Regions from separate parts of the Zea mays genome. Here region 1 is linked to region 2. The links are chromatin contacts, called in public Hi-C maps. All regions are on one chromosome and are shown on one strand. Each heading gives the region's core, a stretch centred on a gene start, on an enhancer-like site or on the middle of the called end of the contact. The rest is flanking DNA. Distances are from core to core; before and after follow the strand shown.

Region 1 (3,777 bases), core at 357-2,856, 620 kb after region 2:
TATACCGAGACCGCGCTCTTAATTAATCATTTGAAATGGATCCAACTATAGCGGTCAACAACATCCATCATATATACCACGGTCTTAATTAGGGATGGATTCTGAACATCCAACCTATAGGACAAATTTAATATTTTATAATATGTATGCATAGAATTTGGTGCTAAGTTTTGGTTATGTTGTTAAGCATATTATGAAAAAACAAGAACAAAATATTGCATAGTTTTTTTGGATTATTTGCTCCTACAACGAAGAATTGAAAAATTATGTGTATCTGTATCCGAATTTTATACCAAACATTTGAGAGCATACACGATAAATTTGAGGTTTATATTTTATGAATTTTAACAAGGCTCAATGCTAATAGTTCGTGCCAGCTTTTATATCCAATTTATTAAACCATAAAAAAAAGATGACAAAAAATTTAACGAGGGTCCATACTACAAGAAACTAGATAAAGAGTGTGAGCCAAAAATCCACACTCTTATTTAAATGAACCGACACTTTTAGATTTTGTGAGCCCAATATTTCGACAATCCTTTCAGACTTGCGGCCTGCAGAAAATTCTTTATCCTACCTGCTCTCGGCCAACATTCGGACTAGCCCACTGCATGCTATGCGGTGTTTTGAAAATTCCGATATCCTAACTAATTATTACAAATTAATAAGAAACCACCTTCACTAAGTACATGTACAACCTTTATTAATATCCCATCTCACTTGGAGTCTCTAATAAAGTAAATAAAAAAAATCAGGTGGTCACATCTACGTGACATGTACAATAATTCTCTCTTGATCCAATACTCGTATTAATAGTGTCGGGGCCGACACACTTAGGGGGTGTTTGGTTTGAGGAATCACTTCATCCAAAATATGGTGGTGCATCATGGTTCCATTCCTCAAATTTGGTGGGATGACACATTTCCTCATATTAGTACTAACTAACTAACTATGAGTAATGAGGTGATGATGGATCAACTCATTCCATTCCACAAACCAAACAAAAAAATGAGGAGTGAGAAGATAATAGACTAGCTCATTCCTCAAACCAAACAGCCTATTAAAGTGACCGACGTTCCTTCAATATTTTCTTGTAGTGCTATCTCTATTCTTAATTCTTCCAAATATGTTACAATATGCAGCTGCTAGCTGAAAGCCTAAACAATATTGCACCGCGAGAACGATCGATGACGCTTGTGCCATCCCGCAGCAAAGCAGAATCATATGCGAATCGAGTTTCCTGGACAAGTTTAGCAGTAGCGTTTTCCTACTAGCTAGCCAGCTCCGTATCGTCTTGAGGCAGCTGGCTGGCTGAGGTGGGGAGCGATCGAACGTTATGGTCAGAAGTAATGTGATCTCTACTTGGCACCCATCATCGGGGCATCATGGCCTATGCAGAGGTTGAATTCTGACGCTACAAACAAAGCCGCTTTTGATCTCCTTTAACCCTGGAGCAAGATATAAAAGGCACCCATTAGAACCTCCCTTTTCCATCTGCACATCGAGTGCACGCGGAGGGATCGATGGAGGCAAGGAAGGACTAGTCGTGGATGGGAGGGGAGGGGAAAGGGCAGCAGCTCCTGCAAGCTAGCTAGCCACTAGAGTGGGGGCGAGGGGACAACTTGAGACCGGGGGAATCTGCGGCGGCCTATCGATCGCTGTCGATGTTAGGCCTGCCCACACCGGCCGGCCGGTGTGGATCGCCGACAACGCGATCGGTGAGTGTAGCCAGCAGCAGGCACAAGTGTCTCTGGCTGCCTGACACGGAATATCCCCTCCTCCATTTGGTGCCGCAGGCAGAAGCATGTAGTGGTGGTTCTGGTGCTGTGGTGGGGAGCTACTGTCTCCCACTATCACTGTACAAAGCTAGCGACCACTGTTTGTTCGTTTGGCGATGAAATAGTCAGCTCTGCCCTTGATTCACGTCACGCGTGGCATAGGGCCTGTTTATTTTTCTTGCATTATTATATAATCCACCTTATTTTATATAGGTTATATAATTCGGACGACTACGCAATCCCGTTTATCTAATCCTATTATATTAGAGATGTTTGTTCAAACAGAACAATAATCTAAAATAAGCACCAAACGACCTACTTACAGATTATCATAATCTAGGTTGCTAGATTATATAATCCACTCCAATAATATGCGTTGTTCGTTTGCCACTAAACATATTTAAGCTGGATTATATAATCTATACGGTAAACAAACAGGGCCACAATACTATTACACATAAGCTCTGTATTTATACTCCTAAATATATTCACTAGCATTTGTACCTTCCGTAACAGAAAGGACATGTAAAAATAGCTGATTAAACTGGTGGTTCTACGACGGTTTAGTCAAAAGAATCGTCGGTGAAAATTTATTTACACCCACGATTTGTAAATTTGCCACTTGTTTAAGATACTTTGAAAAGTTCAATTTTTTGACATATTACTAATGAACTTTGTCTAATCCTAATTAACTATAGTACCATATCTAAATAATACATAAATATTAAAAAGTACGCCTCACCGATTTAAAACAATCAAGAATATAGTTCATACATGCTAGTAGGTTAATCTCTAGAACAACTAACTTTCTATCCCCGAGATAAATCAATATATAGATCCAATACTCCATGTATGAATTTAATTAATGCATATGTTAAGACAATAGTTTTTTAATTGAAATTATTAGTGTAAACTACGTAAAGGTAGACTTATGCAAAGTTGTATGAAAAAACTATGCATTTCTTGTTTCAAAATTTAAGTAGTTCATGTCCTATGTAGATGCAGTAGTTAGTCTTAGAGTCTTTTTCCAACTCATTTTTAATCTCCATAATTCATCTTCAATCTTGCCCTAAAATACATAGACACCAAGTCCAATTGTAAATGTGTGATTCTTCTCTAATTTTCCATCGGGTTCGGATACCAAACTCTTCTCTTTTCTTGAGCAAATGGATCTTGACTATACCCATCTCCTCCTCGTCATGATGCACTCTACAAAAACATGTGCATGTCATAGATTGAAACTCGATACAATATATTAATAACAACACATGTTTGTCTACAAGTGATACTTAGAGGAACCACACTGTCAATAGTTGGGTGCCAAGTATCTTGAGGTTAAACATCAAGTGAATATCATTGAAGGTACTATAGTTGTGTTTGGGACACTTACAAAAGCATGTCTAGTATAAAAGAAATAATTACGTCGATGCCAACTAAAGCTACTCTCAAGTACCAATCATGCATCCTCCTTATAAAGGTGGAACCTTGGGGAGTATTTCCCACCAAAGTAGAGTCTTGATCAGCACATAGTGATCATGGATATTTTTGTAATGCTTTGTTGTCAGCAATTGTATGGTGTTTGTGGAGCTGGACTTCTCGCCACCTCTATCACTACTAGTTTGTGTCCCCTTTCTCCTTCCAACTCTAGGAATCTACTTCCTCGTGTTGAGTGTTGAATGATGATGTCTTCTTGCAGGTCTTAAGGATTTTGGGAACAATTAGATGTATCCCTTTGGCTTTAGGGTCTTTAGTTTGTTGAGCATGTTTGTTCTTGCTTTAGCAAGTTGGATTATAAAAATTTGAAGAGAATCATGAAACCCTATAAAACACAACTATGAAACCATATATTTAACCATCTTAAGCAACCTTATACAAAGAAATAAAGATAAAAAATGACATGCTTTCCCTCTGTAAACACAACAACCATGAAACATAATTTTGCCTTAAATTGAGAAGGAACCATGAAAATAGATATGAGAAACATTAACTAACCATTCTT
Region 2 (4,076 bases), core at 513-3,012:
GATTTAAATGTATTGGTGGTTCCTTCAGGTGCATTTGGTTGCAATGACAGGACGTGACGGGATGAGACGATTCCTAAAATAAAGTCGTTTGGTTTAGGATCAATGGTTGGAACAGTACTATCACAATGTTATCTCTAGTTATTTTTCAAAATTATAAGGACGAGAGAGGACGGCAGAGGACGACCCTGTCCTGGCTGTCGCCGAACCAAACACACCCTAAATTGGTGAATTCGTCTCACCTTAGACAGTCCGGTTGCTCATTTTAGCCCTCAACAGAACTATTTCTACTGCCCCACTAGTGAAAATATGTTACTATCAGAGCCCAACAGAGCCGGCGGTACTGTAGTGCCCTATAAAGCACGGATGTAGTGCCCTATAACAGTTACGGACACTCGTGTGACCTGCAAAGATTGAATAATTAATTCTTTCGTGGCCTGAGCTATCTTGTATTTGGAATTTCAGCGAAATTTTGTTTGTAAATCCTGGCCTGAGCTATCTTGTACTACACACAACAATACCAGCCGTAAAACTCTCATGTAGACGACATGTCCGAACTTTATCCTGAGCGCTCTCCCCCCCCCCCCCCCCCCCCCCCCCCCCCACCCCCCATGGTTTTTTTGGCAGTATATATTCACAGCAAACGTTTATCTTTTTTTGTTCAAGCATACAACTTTGAGAGCTAGTTTTGGAGGTAAAATGCCGGAGGAGATTAGAGAGACTAATTAAAATCCTTTTCTTACTAATTTTTGAATAAGAAAAGGATTTTAGGGCTTTAATTCTCTTCGGTTTTGTGTCTCACAGACTAGCTCTCGTGGGAAATTTCATGTGTCAGACATGGTAAAAGAAACACACCGAAAGAGACCTACAGGCGCCTCAATTTCAAACATAATGACGATGTAGACTTCATCGGCCTCCTTTTTGATGCCTATCCCTTTCTTCAAACATTGAAATGGCAAGACAGAGCATCCAACTCTATCACCAACAGCCGACAGCACAAACAGCTAAATGATACTCCTACAGTAATATAAACAAGAAAATGCTGTCCGCCAGGCGCCAGCTGTTGGTTTAATCCAATTTCAAAAGCTAGGAACGGAAGTTTGATAAATTTCATTTTAGCGCATGAGTTTCCTAGGTATCAAATAATTAGTATGTATAACAACCATGCTAACTGATTAAAAAAAAGTGGGTGATGGTGTAATAGCCAGGCCGCCACTAATTGCTACTGTAAGTGATAGTACGCCAGCAAACATTTTTGCCTTGCAATCAGTTTAATTAGAGGGAGAGAGGAGAGATTGATCTGGGAAAGAAAGAGAGAGAAGGAAAATATGGACACAAGGAGATAGAGACTTGACCTGTGTTGTGGTGTGCTGAAATGAACTAGCTAGGTAGCTATAATCAAGGTGTGTGGAAAGTTGTGGCACGGTAGCACCGACCAGACCCTACCAGCCACTCGCTGATGTTGAGGTTCCACGAACTCCAGCCAGCTTCAGCGTGAGCTGGGCATTTGGCACAGTGCGTCTCGTGGATTATTCAGTAGCCGTGCACTGCTTGCTGATTGATTGGTTGGCTGTTCTCTTCTTCCATTTTGTTGCTAAGCTTCATCTTCTCTGTCCAGAGCCTTCTTTGCTGCTTCCTCCCATACATACAGTGGTTACATATTTATTATAATAGGAATTAGGAAACCCTTCTCTCTCTCAACCTGCCGTCCTGCTCATTGCCTGCCTGCCTGCCTATAAATAAGGTGGTGGTGGCCATGTACTTCGTGTCTCAAACACACGAGAGCTCCTCTTGTCTTGCTCAGCAATCATATCGCACGAGATACTATTGACTCCAAGTACAGACCAGTCCAGTACTGTTGTACGGCCTGGTTCCGTGGAACAGAGATGGGCAAGGTTGGTTGCTCATCCTGCCGTCTTCGTTTCTGTGCCTGAATGTTTTGGTTTTTGTTCTGAGCTCATTCTGTGTTCTTCGATTTCTCGCTGCAGCAAAAGATTGTGCTCAAGTTGCCCCTGGATGACGAGAGGAAGAGGAGGAAGGCCTTCAAGGCAGCTGTGGGAATGAACGGTAAGACCAACCTACAACAATCACTGCGATTTGATTGGCATCATCATCATCAAGTCCCAGGTTCTGACAATTGCTGCTTCCTGGGGTGCCGGACGATTCCGCAGGTGTGACGTCCGCCACGATGGAGGGCGACAAGATCACCGTCGTCGGCGATGGAGTCGACCCCATCACGCTCACAACCATCCTTCGGCGCAGCCTCGGCTACGCGGAGCTGCTCAGCGTCAGCTCCGGCGACGACAAGAAGAAGGGCGACGGGTACGGCTACGGGAGCGCCGGTGGCATGATGTACGGTGGCGGCGGATACGGTGGTGGCAAAGAGGGCAAGGAGAGCAAAGAGAGCAGCGGCGGCAAGAGCAGTGGCGGCGGTGGGGGCTACGGCGGCCATTACCAGGCGATGCCGTCGGTCTCGTACCCTGCCGCCTACCAGCAGTACAACGCCATGCCGCCCTACCCCGCCGCCTACTCCTATCCTGCAGCATACCCGCAGCAAGAACAGGACCCTGGATGCAGCATCATGTGAAAAAACATCCTACAAGTTAATCTGAGGAGTTGGTTGAAGGTGGCCGAACACATGGAGATCAGATTAACATGGTTGGGTTCGTCCGGACAAGATGATCCATGCTGCCTTGAGCTGTGCAACAGAGGATGATGATCCAGGATGTGATGGGCATTATCATCCGTGTAATTATGTACAGGGTTGGCCAGCAAAGTTGACGGATTGATCTGTTGGAGTTGGAGGTGTTGGTGGAATGGGAGGCAGAGCTGTTCCGCAAGATTATGATTCAAGTGCAGACTAAGTAGCAGCACCGATGTTTCCTTTTCGTTTCTTTCGTTTTTGGTAAAGTTGTAGTGTTTGTTGAAGAAAAGGATTGCAATAAAATTAGTGTTTATACACTATCCGAGTGATTGGTTCCTATGCCCGCGAGCATCTGCCGGCCTGCTCCCACCTGCACGCTCCACACGGCCTGCGGAATCCGAGTGATTGGTCTCCACGCGTGCAGGTGGGAGCAGAAAAAATTGCATGTGCTGAGCAGTAAAAATTGCCTATGCTACATGTGTGTGCAGGCTCACCTCGTCCGACACAGGAAGCCAATCATGTCTGCGACCACTGTCAACGCACAACCAGCCGGGCTACCAATCATGTGAGGGACGCATATGCAGTACGCTACTCACAACTGTTTTGGTGGTTGAGCCTCAAAACCACCTGGCGTTATGGAAGGGTGGTTTCGCCGAGTTTAATTAGAGGTGTCACGTGGCATCATTGGGAAGGGTGTATCGAGGCGAAGCAACTTCATGTGGAGCGTCTGGCCGTCAAATGCATATTACAAGAGTTGGTCCATTTTTCCCAGTTAAATGGATAAGTTCTATGTATCTGTCACACCCGGATTTAAGGGTAAATGCAGATGTGTAATACCCAAAAATGTATATGATGAGGATATAGTAAATCTCCTTATGTTGTGTGCCATATATTCATCATAACAAGAGCATACCTATAATTAAGGGTGATTAGTTAAAATAAAAGATACTAAAATGGATTATGCATCATGATGTGGTTTTGCTTTGTGAGCATTTTGTGACAATATAAAAATAATGTAAAAAGAAATATGTTGGTACCCAAATTGAAATTTGAATTCTAAAGGAAATTCTATAATTTGAGAAGAGAAGGAAAATACTATAACATATAGAGAAAATAAATATACAAATAAAGAAAACTAATTTAGAACAGTATTTGAAATTGCATATTTAAAATAAATGGGAAAACTCATAACAAATTTTTGAACTCAAATGATGAAATCAAGAGGAAAGGAAAAAGAAAGGAAAACATAAAAGAAAAAGATAAGGAGACTTCCCTGCGTGTGGGCCGAATCTCCATTTCCTGGCCCAACTATGCACCCGCGCAGATTTCAATTACTCCCCCGCGCCAGCCCGTTTACCCCCCCCCCCCCACGTCCACTCCTCCTCACTCTCACGCTGGCAGGTGGGGCTTCTCAGGGCGCAACAGGCACACGCTC

Evidence for each region. A called contact is a pair of places that touch in the nucleus more often than the background predicts.
Region 1: a contact with region 2 is called in a Hi-C map of ear, with 2.7 times the contacts expected there. The contact joins the enhancer-like site here to the promoter of LOC100284161 in region 2. A contact is called at or near these places in 2 of 25 Hi-C or Micro-C datasets (ear and tassel).

The regions. Positions count from the first base shown.
Region 1 is chr7:79,795,390-79,799,166 of Zm-B73-REFERENCE-NAM-5.0, forward strand. No RefSeq gene overlaps it. Among protein-coding and RNA genes, the nearest start is that of LOC109940994, 9.8 kb to the left of the region's middle. Within about 2 kb of position 1,607, at least 14 of the 20 cell types and tissues checked have an H3K27ac peak or open chromatin away from gene starts, as enhancers often do. A contact at or near this core is called in ear and tassel, where this site is marked.
Region 2 is chr7:79,170,550-79,174,625 of Zm-B73-REFERENCE-NAM-5.0, forward strand. It overlaps LOC100284161 (heavy metal-associated domain containing protein), which reads left to right and starts at 1,763. Exons shown (of 3, transcript NM_001157058.2): 1 at 1,763-1,892; 2 at 1,986-2,064; 3 at 2,169-3,000. The coding sequence starts at 1,884. The coding sequence ends at 2,584.